Regions from separate parts of the Mus musculus genome. Here regions 1 and 3 are each linked to region 2. The links are chromatin contacts, called in public Hi-C maps. All regions are on one chromosome and are shown on one strand. The core of a region is the stretch at or near the end of the contact, and the rest is flanking DNA. Distances in the headings are between cores, read along the strand shown. Region 1 overlaps Fggy (FGGY carbohydrate kinase domain containing). Region 2 overlaps Fggy (FGGY carbohydrate kinase domain containing). Region 3 has its middle 22 kb from the start of Gm12707.

Region 1 (2,782 bases), core at 231-2,730, 200 kb after region 2:
AAGTGTAGGAAGAGGGGAGGAAACAGAACTGGATTCATTGTAGCAGGCTAAGAGGAAATTAAGGGACACACCGAGAGAAAGTGGTCCTTGAACCACCTTGTTCCATTCTGGGTGATGGCCTGTCTATGGCTTGCTAAGTTGCTATGTGAGCAAACTTGGTAAGACACATTACATAATATCATCGAGCCTCAGTTCCTTTTTAACAAACCTTACTGAGTTGGTACAAATCTGAGAATGAAAGCCATTGAGCACACTGCCTGTTACTAGGAAAAATACTAATATTATTATTCTTTGCATTAATTCAACACTCCGGACAAACTCATCCAGATAGATCATATATTATTCTACTTTATAGAAAGAAATTAAAGCACAAGATTTTTGAAGGTTAGTAGTAGAACGAGGTTTTAAACTCAGGTGGCCTGACTTCAGACACACTAATATATCCCTCATGCCCCATGCTGTGGAAGATACCTATTCAGAGATGGCTGTGCTAGGGGTTGGAAATAAAGCAGATGTCCCTGCAGTCAGTAGTAAGGAAGACACTATTTCTTCTCATTGTTGGAAAGACTGGCAGGGCTGAGCCTACAGCTGTGGTAACAGTAACTCTTACCAGGTGGGGCAGGTGAGCAGGCAGCAGAGCTAATCCTGCGTCACTACCTCCCCTGCGGTAGCACTGCAGCCACTTATGCTGATCTTAGTGGTTTTGCTAAGAGAGAAGAAACAAGTTGTTTATTTGTAGGTCGCTGGTATCCGTATGACACTTAAGGATGATTATAATAAGTGAGTAAACATGCTACTAGAATAAAAATCACACGCCAAGTACTTACATCCTCATACTCAAAGCCTTCAGGTACCACAGCAGGCTATGTAAACGTGGGGAGAGCCTGGCTAGAGAAACTTACTAGAGAAGTGTTACTGGCAGACACTGAAACTCCAGCCATGGCCTGGTGAGAGCCCCAGGGAACATCTTTGGGATGTGGCAGTTTGTCTCTGACCTGGATTAAGGGGATTAGTTTGATGGAACATTACATCGTGAATGCAGATCTGGAAAGCATTTCAGGTCATGTGGTGTTTGGTCATGGCATTGAGAACACAAGCTACTTTTAGGAGATGGCATTTTTCCTGGGACCAAATTTTTAAAATTACCATTTCTTTACAAACTAACTTAGAAATCAGTTTCTTCATGGGTGTTTTATAGAAACAGAATTTATTTTGTCTCACCAGGTTGAAAGCTCAGCATGATAACAGAAACTTGTGGGGTTTCCAGGGGTGTCACTGAGCCTACAGATTGGTAGATGAATAGCATGCTACTTTGGCTGGTTGCTTCCTCAGCCAGTTTTCTAGCACAGTGACATTACTGGCTGGGGAGTGTAGGGCCTAAGAACTAAATCTCTTTACCAGTCTGGCACGAGAGGAGTGCTAACGTGAAGCACCGCATCAATCAAGAAGGGGAGCAGATGCTGAAGTGTATCAGATGTCAGTAAACAAGCCCACAGGAAGGTCCCTGAACTTGGCATCCTTCAAGCGAAAACACACTACAGCCTTCATGTCAGAGCTCTGAACTTTTATAAACTGCAGTAAGTGATATGTGTGGGTTTTTTCCCCCCTGGCTGGACAGCTGCTACTGTTCCACTTTCATTTGGAGATGATATGTTATATGTTCTAAGTGTTTTTAATCTGTAATTTTAAAGAATACATTTAGTGCTCAGAGTATTAGTGGTTGCCAGCCTGGAATTACAGTTTATCAAGTGTCTTTCCAGTGAGGAATTTTTTATTTTTCTCATCTAGTAACCCCTCTTTGTTTTTACTTTATACAGTATAATTCACCCAATAAATAGGACCGTAAATAGGAGCACAGATTCTGATATCATGCAAGACTAAGCTCAAGTCTCAGGTTCAGATTTCATAACTATGTATTGGGTAAATCCACTGGCCTTTCCAAACCTGTTTCCTTACTTCAAAGACTGAGATTCTGGAGTGTACACCTCATGTGGGGGTTGAGGAGATTAAGTGATGATATGTTCAAAATATTTGGCACAGTCACTGGCGTGAGTCATCCCTCAATGAAAAGGACAGATAGATGCAGAGTGGATGATAACTGTTAGCTGCCTGTGTTCAGTGTTAGTTCTCTACATGTATGATAAGTTCTGCTGGTGATGCTTGGGATCAAACCTAGAGCCTTGTGCCAAGCAAATGCTGTGCCACCAAGTTACTCCTAGAGCCTGGCCCTTGGCCAGTTTGCACTCAAGAGCACGTACCCAGCACTGCTCTGCTCGCTCCGTATTATATACCACCGGTTCCTTTGCCCCTGGACTGGCTGATAGGAGAAAACAAATTACTTAATCAAGTTCACACTTTGTACACAAGTTGGAATGTTTCTATCCCTAATTCCATGTTCTTTCTCCTGAAGAGAGCCAAGCATGAGAGCATGCCAAGTAGAATTTAGGTTAAAATTTAAAAAAGAAAGAAATCCCAGCCAGGTTCCTACCATCAAGGATCTGACAGTGAGTGAGATTTAAAAGCAATAACCAGAAACCAGAGTGGACCATTGCGTGATTGGCTGGCCTGCCAGTCATGGACAGAAGTAGGACCTCAAAGCATGGCTTCCACAGTGAGTGGGCATTGGAGGGTAAACGAACACGTTCATTTTAGACCAGGCGGGAGAGCAGTATGACGATTTGTAGAGGTGCCAGTGAGAGTGACAGAATGATGTCAGACGAGTTTAGTCTGGGGAAGGATTCCAAGCCCGCAATACTGGAGAGAACACTGGGTCTGTAAGGAG
Region 2 (2,746 bases), core at 238-2,737:
GAACAAGATGGAGGTAGAGAGGCAATTAGTAGGCTGGGAAAGAAGTTGCAGAATGTCATCTGAAATAATAGCATTATCTCCACAGTGTTAGCACTTTGTAAATGCATTCAGAACTTTCTTCCAGTCAATCTTGCTTCAGAAGATTCCTTAGAGAGGCTTCCCCTGAGCCTCTGCCTATATATCAGCATGTTCAGTCTATATATCAGCATGTTCAGTCTATATATCAGCATGTTCTGCCTATATATCAGCATGTTCATCATCTTATGATGTTTGCTACTCTCCAGAAACACATTGTTTAATTCCTTGATTTTATTGAGGGAGAAGATATGAACCCTTCAAATATCGTCTTGGCTTCTTGAAGTCAATAGCCTTAGTATTTTCTCTCCAGTGCCTAGAAATATGGCTAAAACTTTAGTTGGAAGCCAGGAGATGCCTTAGTTTGTAAACTGCACTTGCTGTGTAAGCATAAAAACAAAATTCTGATTCCAATACTCATGTAAAAATCCAGGCATGGTGGTAGGCACATATAATCCTCACACTGGGGAGGTAGAGGCAAGAGGAGCTCTTGAGCTTGCTGGCCTGCTATCTTCTCTGAATCAGTGAGTTACAGATACAACGTTAGACACTATCTAAAAAAAAAAAAGTAGGGAGGAATTGAGGAAAATATTAGACAATGACACCTTGCCTTTACATGGGTACATACATGCACATATGCGCACAGGCATTCACAAACATACTACATATACACACACTAAATAAATAAAAAGATAGATAGATAGATAATCATTTAAATCCTTAGTCAGCTCTGGTGATTATTAGTTGAAAGGGTGGATGTACATGGTTGTGGTTTAACCCCCCATGATGGCTGTAGCTCTCTTAGCCAGGCTAAGCAGTGCATATACAGTCTTGGAGATTATTTTTCTGATTTTTATTTATTTTCAAAGTTCCGTTTACTGCCAGACTTGTAATTGATAAAAACAAAAATTTTGCAACAGATGGTACCACCTGCAATACAACTAAGTCGTCGTCGTCGTCGTCGTCGTCGTCGTCGTCGTCGTCGTCGTCGTCGTCTTCTTCTTCTTCTTCTTCTTCTTCTTCTTCTTCTTCTTCTTCTTCTTCTTCTTCTTCTTCTTCTTCTTCTTCTTCTTCTTCTTCTTCTTCTTCTTCTTCTTCTTCTTCTCCTATCCCTACCTCTCCCCGTCAGATATCAATAAACAAAGTTGTTTTTTTTAATTCTTCATTTGGAGGAAGGGTACATTTACTATTGTGAGTCAGGCAAGGAAAGTCTGTAACCACAGGGACAGCTGGAGAGTCAGGTCCATAGAGGGTACCCAGGGCAGGTGAGAAGGCGCCTCCCTGTCTGCTAACAGCAGCTGGGTACTAGCCCTGCCCTCCCCAAAGACATTCAGTTGAAACCAGTGCTCTATGGGATTCTTCCCAGCTGACAGAAGCAGATGCCTGCGGGCAGCAGAGAATCTGCCTGTGGCACCAGTGGCAGAGGTGCCATTCATTTATGACTCATGAAGACAGGAGATGGCTGAGGGGCCAGTCAGTTGCCTCGTGTTTCCTTCCTCGGCTGGCACAATCCACTTTGCTCTAGCTTTGCTCTGGATGTAGTTTCTGCACTAGGAGAATTTCCTTTGCTTATGCTCACAAGGGCAAAACTGGGCCAGAGATATGGAAAGCTCTACATATTCCATTAAAGCATTTGAGCCAATTCATAGTTCCTGCCTTTACCTGTCACAGGAGGGAGCCTGTCAGGATTCCATCACAAGCAATCTGTTAAGAGCAGCAGCTCCTCTGTGCAGTCTGAGGAGGCAAAGAAGGCCGTCACAGTACCTTCCATGACTTAGCTAGGATGGATGGGCAGTTGAGAGGTGGAGTGCATGGTGGACATAACAGTGCACGAGAGGGAGGCTGTTTCTGTTCTTGGGCTGGAAAGGTTACTTAGTAAGTCACTTAATTAACCCCAGTGGCTTTTGGCTCACTCATCTCTAACAAGGGATGCTGGCTGTGGACATGGGACGGCAGATAAATTAGTTAGTTCTAGTGAGTTGTGAGTTGCTGTCAGGAGCACAATGGAGGGACAGGGAAATTCAGTCTCTGCTAAGAGAGGAACAGCAGTCACCTCTTGATGTTTGCTCAGTGTGTGGATGGGGGTGGGGTAGTCACACTTGCCAAGTGTAATTGGATTCGCTGGTAACTTCTGCCTAAGTTATGTGTCCATCTGTTGTGCGGTGACTCTAGAGAAGCTGGATAATGTTTCCCAATTATAATAATTTCTCAGGACTCTATTATGATGGTGAGGAATATACACCTAGCCATTATTATATTTAAGATTATGTTATTTAAAAGTGGGGCTTGGGAGATGGCTCAGTCAGTACAGTGCTTGCTGAGGATCTAAGTTCAGGTCCTTCAAACTTGTGTAAAATCCTGGGCATGCCAGTGCATACTCACAGTTCCAGCACTGGGTTGAGCAGAGACAGGAGGATCTTTGGAGCTCCCTGGCCAGCTAGCTTAGCCAAGTGAGTGATCTTCAGGATCAGTGAGACAGAAAATAATGTGCAGAGAAACTGATGTAGACTCTTAATATCAACTCCAGGCTTGCATACGCACATATGCATCACACCACACTCATAGGGGCATTCTCTCTCTCTCTCTCTCTCTCTCTCACACACACACACACACACACACACACACACACACACACACACAATTCCTTATAGTCAGAGGGACTAAGGGTCAT
Region 3 (2,731 bases), core at 39-2,538, 200 kb before region 2:
CCAAATTGTACATCCATCAGTTAAACTGTCAAGTCTCAGCTTACTCACCTGAAAAGTGGCATGCTCTTCAGCAGTTAGTTATGAACTTCACTCCTGTATAAGTTCAATAGGGGACTGTCTCATACAGCTGCTTAGCCTGTAGCCTAACTAACATTCATGTGGCTCTTCACAAGGGATTAATTCACACCAAAACATGAAAACAGCTTGGCAAATGGCCAAAAACACAATAAATTATTTGCTCCTCAAACATTGTAGGTAGACTTTCCTAGGGACTGAAAATATCACCTTCAGAGTCTTTTTATAGTTTCTTGCTTGTGCCTCACTATAAACTTAGGGAGTAGGAATTAGTTTTTTTCTCATTGTGTCATAGAAACCAGGTCTCCAACAAGAAGCTTGTTAACACTAACATGCAAATATTCAGCATTCCTGGTAACCCTGGAGAGGAGGGACACAATAACCTGTGGCCGGACAAAGCTGCTTCTAAAGGTTCTCTTGATGCAGAGGCCTAACTCCTAATTAAAATCTAAGCCCTACCTAAAACAAGGTAAAATGTGTGAGGACTTAAATAATGCTATTTTAATCACCCTAGCTTTTTCCTTCTTGTTAGCCTAAAATCGAGTTGAAGTAACCAGGCAGCCTCTGATTCTATCACAGACTTTGTCATTCAAGAGACATTTTAATAAAATTACATGGCCAGGGGTAGAATACTTGTATCCACTTTCATAACTCATAATAAACACGTGAGACTCCCTCCCTCTTTTCACAAATGGAGAAATGAAGATACACAGAGGTCAGGCAACTTGCCCATAGTTCATAGTCAACAAGTGAGATCATCCGAGTTAAGTCCTCCACATCTTAGCTGGCAGTTTTGAAGGGCCTGGTTAACTCTCAGTCGCTGCAGTCTGAGCATCCCTAATCCAAAGATCCCAAGTTTGGAGTGCTCCCAAAGCAGATTGTGGAGCACTTCTGCATCATAGATTTGTTGATTAAGATTTTCTAACAGGTGAATAACAAAATCCAAATAATTTGAAACATGTTATGCCTATATATTTTGAATAAGGGATGGCCAACTGTATTTTCACAATTTTGAATAGTAGGTAGAGATATCAATTAAATTCTTCCAACTCTAATTTCACTCTTGCACTTTCCCTCTTAGACTCCCTGTACCACACTTTGCATGAGATAACCCACCCAAGCATGTTGATAGCATCCCTTGCACAGATAGCCTCTGTGCCAAGGTTTGCTGTCTGTGATTTCTATGCCCTTGGCCTCTAACCACCACATGAACGTCATCCACAGCAATAATGACGAGTGCCTGCAGCTCAGACCACTGAGAGAAGTCCAGTGTTGTTCTGTTCCCCTCCTCTTATCTCATGTCCACATCAGCATCTCCATTTGATGGATGCAGAACACTGAAGTAACTTTTCAAGGCCACACAGCTAACATCCATCAGCTTCGGTTGGCAACAACCCAGATGGCCTCAGAAATCTTCTTCTCAACCACCATGGTACTCCATCTCTCTTATTCCATGGGGAGGGCTCTGTTTCAGTCACCTGAGGCATCAACGTACCCATGACCCCTGAGCATTTGAACTGCTTAGTCCCAGCTCATAAGCTGTTGATTCTCTAGTTTGCCTTGCTACATGCCGTTGGGCTTCACAGATTCCTGGGTACTGAACTTTCTCTTTGGAAATCTGCTGGAATTTGTGCCTGGGACAGCTGCCTGGACCTCTTACTCTTGCCCAGCCCAAACTTTCTGGAAATCTGCTTTGCCTGCCTCCCTGGATACCAGGTCACCACCCTCCAGGCCTCCCCAGTGGCCTCCCCAGTAATCCCCCCACCCTGTACGTGCAGCTGTTTCTGGAGGAGCTACACTCAGGCCCAACCCCAAATGCCTGTTGTGACATCCTGAAAGAATCTGACTGAGGCCACTTGGGTGTTAGCCCCGTCTACAGACTCGAAGCATAAGAGGTATAGAGGAAAGAGCCAGCTGAGTCCCTACACAATAGCTATGTGCAAGTTATTCCGCCTCCTTGAAGTTTATCAGCTGCAAAACTAAAAGCAGTGATGCACATCCCATAGTGAGGTTAGTGGGTTCAGTGAGATTGATTGCATGTTGTATGTGAGCTTGGGCACAATTTGGGGAAGATATTCCTCTGGCATGTACACGCTCTCTAAAGCCTAGAATCTCATACTTTTAATAAAAATTCAGTTTGGAAAGAGAGAAATATTGAACTTTGCATTTTGGTGAAATAGCTTAGAGAAAATATCCTTCTCAGGGCATGTCCTCAGCAGGAGTCATCTCTCCCCCTTCCTCTTTTTTAAATGGAAAATAACAAAGTCATTAGTTGTCACTTTTATGCTCCAATTTTCAAAGGTGTAATTCAAATAAAGTTAACACTAAAGTAATAAACCAATATATCATAGAAAGTTTCATTAAAAAGGAAAGTGTTTTAGATTTACTTTTTCAAGATTCTACATGTTATTTTGCTTTTTTGAGAAAGAGTCTCAGTGTCAGGCTACAACTGATCTCAAACTTAAAATTATCCTCCGTCAGTACTAACAGTTTTGGGATCCACATGCAAAGAGAGAATTAGCATCAGGTTGGAGACTATATCTCTACATTTCAAATGACTGTCCTATTTTGTGCCACTTGTGTAACATAAGAAAAGGTATTTAACCTCTCTGGGCTTCTGTCTGCAGAAGCAGGAATCACATTGCCTTATAGAAGT

What was found. Hi-C and Micro-C count contacts between places; a contact is called where the count stands out from the background.
Region 1: a contact with region 2 is called in a Hi-C map of myocytes, with 5 times the contacts expected there. The contact joins two enhancer-like sites. A contact is called at or near these places in 1 of 39 promoter capture datasets (hippocampal neurons), 1 of 15 datasets of contacts at CTCF or cohesin (large pre-B cells), 6 of 484 Hi-C or Micro-C datasets (the 3T3-L1 cell line, 3T3-L1-derived adipocytes, CD8 T cells and 2 more) and 2 of 115 datasets of contacts at active chromatin or transcription factors (bone marrow-derived macrophages and fibro-adipogenic progenitors).
Region 3: a Hi-C map of myocytes shows a contact between it and region 2, with 2.7 times the contacts expected there. The contact joins two enhancer-like sites. A contact is called at or near these places in 3 of 484 Hi-C or Micro-C datasets (myocytes, nephron progenitors and uterus).

Annotation. Positions count from the first base shown.
Region 1 is chr4:95,859,836-95,862,617 of GRCm38.p6, forward strand. The region is part of intron 14 of Fggy (FGGY carbohydrate kinase domain containing); the gene reads left to right. Among named protein-coding and RNA genes, the nearest start is that of Hook1, 110 kb to the right of the region's middle. Within about 2 kb of position 1,481, at least 36 of the 459 cell types and tissues checked have an H3K27ac peak or open chromatin away from gene starts, as enhancers often do. A contact at or near this core is called in muscle stem cells and myocytes, where this site is marked.
Region 2 is chr4:95,662,369-95,665,114 of GRCm38.p6, forward strand. The region is part of intron 5 of Fggy (FGGY carbohydrate kinase domain containing); the gene reads left to right. Among named protein-coding and RNA genes, the nearest start is that of Fggy, 110 kb to the left of the region's middle. Within about 2 kb of position 1,488, at least 12 of the 459 cell types and tissues checked have an H3K27ac peak or open chromatin away from gene starts, as enhancers often do. A contact at or near this core is called in muscle stem cells and myocytes, where this site is marked.
Region 3 is chr4:95,461,858-95,464,588 of GRCm38.p6, forward strand. No RefSeq gene overlaps it. Among named protein-coding and RNA genes, the nearest start is that of Gm12707, 22 kb to the right of the region's middle. Within about 2 kb of position 1,289, at least 22 of the 459 cell types and tissues checked have an H3K27ac peak or open chromatin away from gene starts, as enhancers often do. A contact at or near this core is called in myocytes, where this site is marked.